2 separate regions of the Drosophila melanogaster genome follow, and region 1 is linked to region 2. The links are chromatin contacts, called in public Hi-C maps. All regions are on one chromosome and are shown on one strand. The core of a region is the stretch at or near the end of the contact, and the rest is flanking DNA. Distances in the headings are between cores, read along the strand shown.

Region 1 (5,387 bases), core at 1,617-4,116, 66 kb before region 2:
CACCGTAGTTGCAGTTCATGCAGCAGTTGGCTTTTACATCTACCGAGCCATCTATGCAAAGAGTGTGACGGCCAAAAGCGCCAAAATATCTCTGTAAAATAATTGTATCTCCACCTTTCGACTATCTTTGATATGCCAATACATCACAATACTTTCTTCTGTATATATCTTGAACACTTCCTGCTTTCATCATGTGGCTGACATATTTTTCGTGAAAATTGTATTCGTATTCGCCAATGCGAAAAAATGCTACCCACGCGATGATTTCTGTTTTGGTTGAAAGCAATATGAGTTGGAAGCGCATTTCAGCCGTCACTTGTCCATCCCGCGATTGGGACTTCTTGACGGCCACATGTCCAGGGATTTGTGTTTGTGGGACAAAGAACGAATGCAGCCTAAGTTTTTTCCGCATGGAAAGTTTACGGTAGTGACATGGCCAATGCCAACTTTAAACTGCACAACGTGATCTTATTTATTGCCCATATCGACCGATTTTTGTCAGCTGCCATGACTTTGTCTAAATATCTTTAAAGTCTTTGACGACATGGAAAGGCAACAGGTGAAACTCGTGATTTAAGTACAATACTTACCATTTTTTTTTTTTTTTTGAGCACATTCACAACTCCAGAAGGCAGAATTTCTTTGGTGACAGTTCCATTTTTCATCTGCCAGTAGGAATTAGTTCATTTTGATGTTAATGCAACGTGAGAAGGTGACACCCTCTTGTGATGGGCAATTAAATGCTTCGGTAGCAATAATAAATGTCGTTTTATTGCCACATTTATGCGATGCACACGCGGCGACACTAACAAGGCAAAGAAATATCAAAAACAAAGGCCGGGCGAGAAATTCACATGTTTATTTGTTCTAGTTGAATGAACGTGTAACAACTTGCAGTTAGTATGCTATTGGCCCGAGCGCAGCTAGTTGACTGAGTAAACAAACAGAGTTGGCAGCAAGTAAACAAATGGCCCAGAGCAACAGGTAATTTCCGTACAGCATCCTCCAGGCGCATGTGCGGAAATTGCGTTAGAATGGGCCGATAAATAGCTATCTGAAATTCAAATAGCAAGCTTTAACTAGGTGCATTTTCTTATAACTAAAATAATCTAGTTGGATGCACTTTAAAACGAACAAACCAAACAAATAATATCTTTTCAAATTTAAAGTTAAAATTTAAAAAACCGTTAGAGCGCTGCCATATTGTCAAAAAGGATAAACGAATGGCAGCCTTGCACCATCGGTAGCGCCATCTAGCGTGCATCGGTAGATACCGCCACCGAATATTTAAATATTATATATAAATATATTTGTAGCTTAATAAATATTATTTTAGCATCTAGAATCCTTAGTATTTATATCAGAATCAGTTCATCCGAGAAATACCTATCACCGCATGTTCCATCTATCAATTTCTGCTTTCACTTAAAAGTTGCCTGGCGTGTGAATTCCTACTAATAGATAGCTCGAAAATAATAATAAGTCAAAATGTCGATGATATTCAACACGGAGTATGGCTACCTGGAGGCCCTAACGCGCGGATTCAAGAACGGCATGCTAAAGCACTCGGACTATCTAAATCTGACCCAGTGTGAATCCCTCGAGGACGTAATGATCAGCATCCAGGGCACGGATTACGGTCTCATCTTTGGTGGCGAACAATCAGCGCCGTCCGTTGAGGTGATCGAAAGATGCCTTAGGGATCGTCTGCTGCAGCAATACTACTACATACGCAGTCATTCGACGGAGCCGCTGACCACCTTTATGGAGTTCATACGATATCCGTTCATGATCGATAATGTGGCGCTTCTGGTCGCTGGCCTAAACAATCACCGATCCATGAAGCGTCTGCTAAGAATGTGTCATCCGCTGGGCGAATTCGATCAACTGGGCGCCATCGAAGTGGCCTCGAATTCTGCGGAGCTCTTCGACGCCGTTCTAATTGACACGCCCATCGCTCGGTTTGTGCCACGCGATTTGCCCATGGAGTCGTTGCGTTACCTCGACGTGGAGATTGTGCGTGCCCATCTGTATCGTGCTTATTTGGAGAAATTCTACGCCTATTGCAGCCAACTGGGCGGCAATACCGCCAACGTGATGACCAATCTATTGTCCTTCGAGGCGGATCGTCGGACCATTACAATAGCTGTGAACGCTATTGGCAGTGATATCATGTAAGATATCTGTGTTGCTATGAAATTCTTCATATTATACTCATAATGCCCACCTTCCAACACTCAGACCGAAGGAGCGTCTAAAGATGTTCCCCACCTGTGGCTACCTGCCCAAAATAGCCTTGGCCTCCATGTCCACTTTAAATGATACGGATAAAATAAGGGATGTTTGCAATGTGTTCGATGGCTATGGCAAAATGTTTGACAATTTGGAGCGCGACTCGGACGGCATGATTACGCTGGAGGACCGCTTTCTCATGATGGAGGCCAAGAAGAATGTGCAGACCTTCCTGCAGCAGTACCATTTCGGGATCTTCTACTCGTTCATTAAACTTAAACAGTTGGAGGTACGCAATATCGTCTGGATTAGCGAATGCATAGCGCAGCGACAGACGGACAGAATCAACGCCTTCATTCCCATACCCTTGGACTAGAAACGCTTTTGCTTTCCTTCTTCGAAATGTTTTCCCTTTGAAATGTGTGTTATAATATATAGGCGTTGTTATAAATAAAACACATGCATAACAATTTCGCATTAATTTTGGCGCCAAATTTGTTTCGTTTGCGTCCCGGCTAACCACCCATCAACTGGGGTGTGTGTATTTGCTAACCAATCGATATGGACGATGCCGACAAAAATTATCGATATCAATCGACTTAAGGCCATGGATGCCCGACGCACCGATGTTTTTTGCACATCACTAACAACGATGTTGGCAAATGAAACGAACAAGCTGCTGCTTTCCTCGCAGCAGGAAAAACCAAATCACTACACGTAAATAGATGCTAACTAATGCAAACGATGGTTAATTTGACGTGCAACCTTTCCGCCAACCGTTTCAGCTACCTGAAGGAGTTCCGCGTGGAGCAGTGCCAGTCGTTTTTACAGCACAAGTGCAACCAGCATCGCCCCTTCGTCTGTTTCAATTGGCATTTTCAAAACCAGCGTCGGCGTCGTCCAGTGCGAAAACGCGATGGCACCTTCAACTACAGTGCGGATAACTATTGCACCAAATACGACGAGACCACTGGGATTTGTCCCGAGGGCGACGAGTGAGTAGAAATGTTGTGAAATTCATAGTTTCTGATGGCCCGTGAAAACGCTGGACGGGACGATTGCAGTGGCGGAGGATGGATGAGACAGCAATAGCGAACGACGTTGTATTTTTTTTGTTTCCTCTTTGCGCTCTCCTTCCTTCGCGATGTGTGTGTATCTCTTGTCTTCGTGTTTACAAACAAAAACCATAGTGTGTTTGTGTGCAGGGGGGTGTGGTGGGGGCGGTGGCAGGGGCCTGGCGTTGTCTGGAAAGCCAAAAGTGAAATTGTAAGTGCGTATGTGGGCGTGCTGCTTGCTGTATCTCTGTGCATGTGTATGTGTGTGCAGGCGAGGTCACCACCGTGCAAAAGTGAAAGTGATTCCAGCTCTAGTGGGCTAGCAAATTCTTATCAGCATCCGTTTTGTGGTGGTTGTTGCTCTCTTGTCGCATGTATACATGCACAGACGCTCGCATACACACAGGTACGCACAAACAAACACACGCACAGACGTAGGGCATCGCTACAAGTGTGTGCGTCATTGTTTTTATTGCGTTTCGCTTTTGCGTGTTTTCTTCTTCGTTTATTTTGATTTTCCCCCGGCAGCTTCGAAATGTACAGTTATTGTGGCTGGCGAGCTTTGGAGAAAAGCTCTGTGAAGTGTAAGAACGGGCTAAAAGTAAAACGCAATTACGCTTTGCGAGAGACAACAACAATGTCTGTTTTTATGACCCAGACTCGAGGTCCAACCTCTGACCCCGACCTCCATTCTATCCATTTATCGTTGTAGTCTCCTTACAGGGTACGAAGGTGGAAAGAAAGCGGTTTTAGTTTTGAAAGAGAAATTTCTTTTACTTATTAAAGAAATACCCTCAAACATGTATTAAAATGATGATTTTGCTGTAAATGTACAACTTTGTTGTTTTTTGTTACGGTTCTTTTTAATTAATGGGTATCATACAGTCCATTCACTTAGCCTCGTCGCCTGCTTTGACGTCACTAAAACTCCCTTTCTCCCCATTTAGATGCCCCTACTTACACCGCACTGCTGGCGACACCGAAAGGCGATACCATCTGCGCTACTACAAGACATGCATGTGCGTCCACGACACCGACAGCCGAGGATACTGCGTCAAGAATGGACTACACTGCGCCTTCGCCCACGGCATGCAGGACCAGCGCCCACCGGTTTATGACATCAAAGAGCTGGAGACCCTGCAGAACGCAGAGAGCACACTGGACAGCACTAATGCTTTGAATGCCCTGGACAAGGAGCGCAATTTGATGAACGAGGATCCCAAGTGGCAGGACACCAACTACGTGCTGGCCAATTACAAGACAGAGCCCTGCAAGCGCCCACCGCGCCTGTGCCGCCAAGGATACGCTTGTCCACAGTACCACAATAGCAAGGACAAACGTCGCTCGCCCAGAAAATACAAGTACAGGTAAGATTTCCCCTGAATTCATCCTAAAGTCAGTTTTAAACCGCGATATACCATTGTTTTAGGTCCACTCCTTGCCCCAATGTCAAGCACGGCGAGGAATGGGGAGAACCGGGCAACTGCGAGGCCGGCGATAACTGCCAGTACTGCCACACACGCACCGAGCAGCAGTTCCACCCGGAGATCTACAAGTCGACCAAGTGCAACGATGTCCAGCAGGCCGGATACTGTCCGCGCAGCGTCTTCTGCGCCTTTGCCCATGTGGAACGTAAGTATAGAGGATTCGATGAGCTAATATATAGGACTCAGCGTTGTGCTCCACAACCAGTTGTTGTAGGGATGTGTTTAGGGCCAAGTTATGATATTACAGTTCTAACTTAATGTTTGTCTTTTACTCGCCTCATCCATCAAACCGCAAATCTGTTTCCAACTATCACTCAAATCCTTTGAAAACACGTACATCAATCAATGTTTGCTTTGCCGCTCGGTGTTGCTTGTCCATGTAACTACTCCCAATCCAAATAAAGCATGTTCAATTGACGAGAAGACGCGGGATCACACGGTATACCTAAACGAGCTTATTTCCAATGCCTATCCTGATTTAAAAGCTCAGGATGCGTTTCAAAGGGTCGATAATGTACGTATTACCGAAGCAATAACACTCATCCAAATAACGCCATCGATTTGCATCGCCTAAACCTAAACGTACTACCACACATCGTTTGCCGCTCTAATC
Region 2 (5,815 bases), core at 1,083-3,582:
ATCCGGCCTTGGGCGTCTATGTGGGCACCAAACGGCTCATGGGTCCACTTTTCGGGAAACACGGGCACCACGTCCATGTGTGAGTTCAATATAATGGATTTCAGCTCGGGATGCTTGCCCAGCCACTTCATAATCACCACCGGTTTCGAAGGCACAACAGGATACACCACGTCCACGCGGAGATTAAGTTTGTTAGCCTGGCGTTTTAGGAACTCCACGCATGCAGCTGCAAGGGAAATAGGGATAACAAAATCCAAGGAGCGGAAAAACAAATCCTTACTGTAGTCCACGTCTGGATGCACCGAGGGAATGCGCAAATACTCCTGGAAAATGATTATTTCCTCGTCGTTCTTCCATTGTTCCGTGCAAGTGCACATTTTGAGTTGAATGCCCCGTGGTTCTAAAGGAACTGACTTGTAATCCACCGTGCTGTTTGGTTTGAAGTCTGAGTGTGGATTGACTTAATGGCATTATCAGTTGTTGACTTTAAGCTACTTGATTAGAAGAGCCCACAATTTGCGGATTTTCATCTTTGCGCTAAGAGCTTAATGTTATCTAGCAAAGCCATAATAGTAAACCATAAACTTATTCATTTTCATTTAAATTTCCTTTTTTTGCTCACCATTAATGGTATGGACTATGGACTGGCTTATTTATTCATACATTGTTTATTTAAATGGGTTTTTATAAGCCTGCTTGTTTAAAGTTATTACAATAAACATCGACAAGTAAGCATTAAATGCATTATTTCATAATTGAATTGAGTTCGCTAAGCATCAGCTACGGCAGGAATGAGCTTCTTGTAAACCTCAATGCCGTGCAAATAGGTATCGGCTTTCAGGAATTCATCGTGGTCGTGCAGCAGGATGGGGGTGTTGTTAATGGGCGAGAATCCTAGAGCTGGAATGCCTGCGTAGCGAATATAACGACTGTCCGTGGCGCCGGGGAAAACACGAACCCGTGTCTTGAGGCCACTGAAAGAAACAAGGAGAAAGGATATCAGAGCCATGCCTTTTGTCAGAGCTTCTCATCCTTACAGGTCATCGAGTGCTTTCTTAAAGGCCAGCCAGTAGGCATTCGACGAGTCAATCTTTGTTGGCTCCACAAAGGGGTTTTTCATCTCAAACTCCAGTTCAATGCCGCCGCCAGCCTCCTCGCACCAGTCGCGAATCTGCTTCTCAAAGGCAGGGATATCCACGGTGACGGCAATGCGGATATCAAATACAGCTTCCAGCAATGGGGGAACCACGTTGCTCTGGACTCCGCCCCTCAGTTGGGTGAGATTCACAGTGGTCACATCACCAATTTCGAGGGATGAGTCGTCAGCTAGTTTTTGCACTTGCGATTTGCGGAACTCCATCATTTTGCCTACCACATAGTTCAGCTTCTCGCCAGCAGTATTCGGGAGCAACAGTGATCCGTGACCAGCAGTTCCGCTGATCTTGAAACGAAGATCTGCAGGAAAACATGGCTAGCTTAAATTGTTTGTATGAGTCAATCCTACTCACGCCAAAGAGTCCGTTCAGCGTAGTACAGAGCGTAGGTTTCATCCGCACTAGAGATTCCCTCGTCGAAACTGAATCCCACATTGAGCTTCTTGAAGTAGTCGCTCTTTACCAGCTCCCGCATGCCCAGGTGGCCGCCAACCTCCTCGTCCGGAACATAAGTGAGATAGATCGTCCTCTTGGGTTGATAGCCACTGGCCTTGAGGGCACGCACAGCTCCCAGATATTGGGTGCCCACGCACTTCATGTCCTGCGATCCGCGCGCAAAGATGCGACCCTCTGCATCTAGATCCGCGCTGAATGGACCGTGTGTCCACTTCTCCTCAAAAACGGGCACTACATCCGTGTGCGAATTGAGAATGATGGAGGGCAGTTCCGGCTGGGAACCCTGCCATTTTAGCACCACCACGGGATTCTGCTCGTTCACCGGATAGATAACCTCCACGGGCAGGTCCAAGCTGGCAGCCTGGCGTTTCAAGAATTCCGTGCAAACGGCTATAAATAGCAGACACATTTTATGGCAAGGTCATAAAGATCAGGGTACTCTTATCGCAGCCTCATAAAGATATACATGCCCATTGGAACTCACTGTAATCCACATTTGGATGCACCGTTGGTATGCGAAGATATTCGCGAAAGATCTTAATCTCCTCGTTGTTCTCCCACTTGGCTGTACTCATTTTGCACTCTATAAAATGTAAATAATTAGCCGGCTGATAACAAATCAATTAAATTGTTTGCTGAAATCAGCTGATCGACACTTCACCACAGCGGAGAGCAGACACACAACACACCTTTCGCAACACTGGCTCGACGACGACTGTGCGATCGTGGAGAGAAGCGCGCGTTTAAATATCAGCGATAAGCGAGCGAAAGAGAGGGCATGATAATAAATCCGAGAAGGAACTAAACCTAATTTCTTATCATACGGTGCTGCCTATAAACTGTTTTATCTTACGCATTTGTTTACTTTTTAGATGGCTAATCTACTTTTCAGTACAAATGACTTGCAGTTAACAATTGCTTCCGTCATTAATAATATTCGTGTCTTCCCATTTCTATATGAGAAACTAATTTGATGAATTTAATATCCAGCACTCAAAAATTCAATTGATTACAAAAGAGACATCCCCTAATAGTAATTTCTATCTTGTACTGCATTATTTATAAATTAAACTGAATTTTGCAGCTCATAGCACAAGGAGTGGAACTCTATTTCTGTACCATCCCAATTGGTAGGGATTCCACTCCATGTATTGGTGAACATTCTTCCATCACTTTCCGGTACATATGAACCCACTTTAAGGCTCATTTACTTGGGATTCCCCCTGGCTGATGGATTTATTTGCCTTAAATGGAGGCGAAGGTGCTTCGCATTGCTTTGGGGGTAACAGGACTGCAGGATTGCTGGATTGATGGTGACCCCATTTGGCCCGCAGCCAAGATTTCCGATTACTGATGAATCGCATGCAATCGCATTCCAATTCCAGTTGATTTGTTAATCAAGATGCACTGCACACGTTCGCACCACACGCCCAGTGGGCTTCCGGGTAAACAAGTTGCCCCTCCTCGGGCCTTTCAGCCACTCGAATCCAATTCAAATTTCGCATATTAATAGTGTTCCTGCTGCACTTGCCGACTTTGCTGCACTGCGTCTGTTGTCCCAGTAGTGTGTCAAAAGTTAGTTTCGCATTTAGATTTCACGCTTGTTCCCATACAGAAAAAAAGGTGGTTGGGCCAAAAAAAATACACAAAACCAAAGCCCTCTGATTTGTGTCGCATACACACCCTGCTAGGCCAAAGTTGATATTGTTTTAGTGTGTGTACTCACAAAAAGTCATTAAAAGTTCATTAACAATGTTGCTGGGATTTTAATGGCGCACCAGCAGCAATAGCAGCAACTACAGGCTACACATGTCTGCATTTTAAATAACATCCAAGCCCCACATTCGTACAAACTCGTACTCTCCCCATTTACAGCGTCACATAAGTCAAATAAATACACAAGTTTCCTGCGCACAAACACTCGTTCAGCTGCACAATGGGCCAAAATGGCAAGTTTTTGGCATAATTCGAATGTAATGTCCCTAGAATAGAGTCTATAAGTCTGTACAGAGGCTAAAGTAGTTCATTCTTAGTCGAGTAAAACACGAATCTACTTATCTGATGCCAAATTATTCACTTTTCGCCCATGGTGGTGACTTGGGGGCGCGCCTGTTTGTTGTTTGCTGATGTTGCTGCTGAGCTGACATGTTGTCGCTGGGCAAATAAACTAAATGAAAATTTTGTATATTGTAACAATTATCCGGGCAACGCCGGAAACTGTTTGCGTTGAGCACCCAAAACCTGCAGAACTGCAGAGATGGAACCCCGAGGATATCGCCTAATCCGTTATGGGCGCATTACCTGGCCAAAAAAAGCAAAAAAAAAAAATAAAAGCGAGAGAACTGATATAATCCTCCTCTGCCATTTACCATTTACCATATCCCTCGGCCCAGAGCGTACATTTCCTTTTGTTCGAGCTTTTTTCAGAGCCCATGGCAAAGTTTCGGTAGTATGGAAATATGGAATGGGAATTGGGTTGCTGGCGGACTGACAGCTCAAGGACAATCCGGAGGGCATGCGTTTGCATCGCCTGGAGAGCTTCAATTTGTGTGTGTGTGTGTCAGGCATTAGGTGGAACGAAAAAAAGGAGCTCAGCTCTTGGCAAGCACTTTAGCAAACTGCACTCACAGTCGACATCGATATACAAAAAGTGCTGGCCAACAGTGCGTATGCGTGCTGCTTACTGCCTGCACAAGGCGAAAGCACTCGAAACGGTTTTTATTCACAACTTGTGCGAATGTCATCAAAATTGTGGACCACTCGGTCTGCAAATTGGATGCACATTCATAGAGCTGCTGAAAATGCAAATGCAAGTGCGTCGGTAAAAATTGTGTGCTTACTTAATTAGCAGTCATAATTTAATTGATCGACATTTATCGCTTCGTTAAGGATAATTATTACACGTACTCGCATTAAAAATCCCCCGGCTTTAATTTTGATTGTTAAGCCTAGCATTCGCAATTCCCATAATTCAATGGCCTCGAATGCTGTTTGCTTTGCCAATTAATCGCATTCGTCGTTCAATTATGCAGCTACCAATAGCCAGATGCAATAAAGCAAATCAAATATTTATTTAGCCCTTCGTTTGTGGGTGTATAACATTACAATTTTGTTCGGATGCATTTTGGACCGGTGCAAATAATCGGCTTTGCTGCTGCATAAATTACATTACATTCAAAATTGGTACTGAACTACACAGCTCCACTACTATCAAATGGGACTCAGTATAGTTCGAGCATAGAAAGTGTGGCCCAGGTGGAGATTACAAGCATATTCAATATGCTGAGAAACTACTCGAGTAAATATTTCATTTTTTTTGATTTGGCCATATTAAGGAGCAGTAAACTACTATGCTTACTTAAAATTAATGGTTATATAATGGGAGCATACAAATATTAAATTATAATAACTTCCTTTAACTTCTGTTTTATACATTTTGTGGGAATAAAAAGATATATAATCTAAAGGGCATAATAAGTCATAATAAGTCAAGTGGCAAGTAACTCAGCCATATGCCATTAAAGTCTAAGAGACCAGATTGAGCATTATTTATGGCTCAAAGTACTGTTCCTTGTTGAAAATGCAGTCTAACTAGTGGAAAAGAAAACAGCCGAGCCAGAAATCATTGCATACTTACGAGCGCTGAAGCCGCCGCGAAGTGCTGAATCTCTATGAATACGAAGCGCAAAGCGTGCTAAGACTGATAAGGAGGCAACAGGCAGAGCACTGGGCAATTACAGGGAACAGAGATTACAAAACCCAACGACACGAACAACAACACAAACAGCAACAATAACCGCGAGCCACAGCAGCGCCATCAAAGCAAAGAACACACAAAAGTTATGATAAATGCAGATGGAGCACGGCTAACGGCGTTATTGCCTGTCATTTCTCATCAACGCAGTTCGACAGGATAAGAAAGTGGGCATGGTAGTGGGAGTGAGAGGGCACACGCAGCGGATAGAAAGAGAGGGCAGCAGCAACAGCCAACTTCCGGGTGCCGCCGCCATTTTGCTGGGCTGTAATGGCTGCCAGGAAAATCCAGGGTGCGCCGTCTGAATGGCTTGTAATGAAAATGGGAAAGGGAATGGCAATGGGAATGGGAATGGGAATGTCGGGCGGGTAAAGCGGAAAATAAAACATGATTTTTGCCTTGCTTTTATTTTCTATTAAGAGCGCGCAACTGCGAACAGCACCACCACCAC

What was found. Hi-C and Micro-C count contacts between places; a contact is called where the count stands out from the background.
Region 1: a Hi-C map of the Kc167 cell line shows a contact between it and region 2, with 2.4 times the contacts expected there. The contact joins the promoter of unk here to the promoter of CG17110 in region 2. A contact is called at or near these places in 10 of 107 Hi-C or Micro-C datasets (the Kc167 cell line, the ML-DmBG3-c2 cell line, the OSC cell line and 4 more).

What each region holds. Positions count from the first base shown.
Region 1 is chr3R:23,155,341-23,160,727 of dm6, reverse strand. unk (unkempt) reads left to right here and starts at 2,866. Exons shown (of 7, transcript NM_001275931.1): 1 at 2,866-2,949; 2 at 3,018-3,227; 3 at 4,235-4,654; 4 at 4,717-4,919. The coding sequence starts at 2,885. It overlaps VhaAC39-2 (Vacuolar H[+] ATPase AC39 subunit 2), which reads left to right and starts at 1,412. Exons shown (of 2, transcript NM_142871.1): 1 at 1,412-2,174; 2 at 2,242-2,711. The coding sequence starts at 1,489. The coding sequence ends at 2,608. CG13829 reads left to right here. Exons shown (of 2, transcript NM_142872.3): 2 at 1-251. The coding sequence ends at 97.
Region 2 is chr3R:23,088,241-23,094,055 of dm6, reverse strand. It overlaps CG17110, which reads right to left and starts at 2,332. Exons shown (of 9, transcript NM_001300550.1): 1 at 2,300-2,332; 2 at 2,095-2,193; 3 at 1,509-2,000; 4 at 1,038-1,455; 5 at 623-974; 6 at 281-555; 7 at 1-226. The coding sequence starts at 377. All of the region lies in intron 1 of Cow (Carrier of Wingless), which reads left to right. It overlaps CG6726, which reads right to left and starts at 2,332. Exons shown (of 9, transcript NM_001300549.1): 1 at 2,300-2,332; 2 at 2,095-2,193; 3 at 1,509-2,000; 4 at 1,038-1,455; 5 at 623-974; 6 at 281-555; 7 at 1-226. The coding sequence starts at 2,185. The coding sequence ends at 770.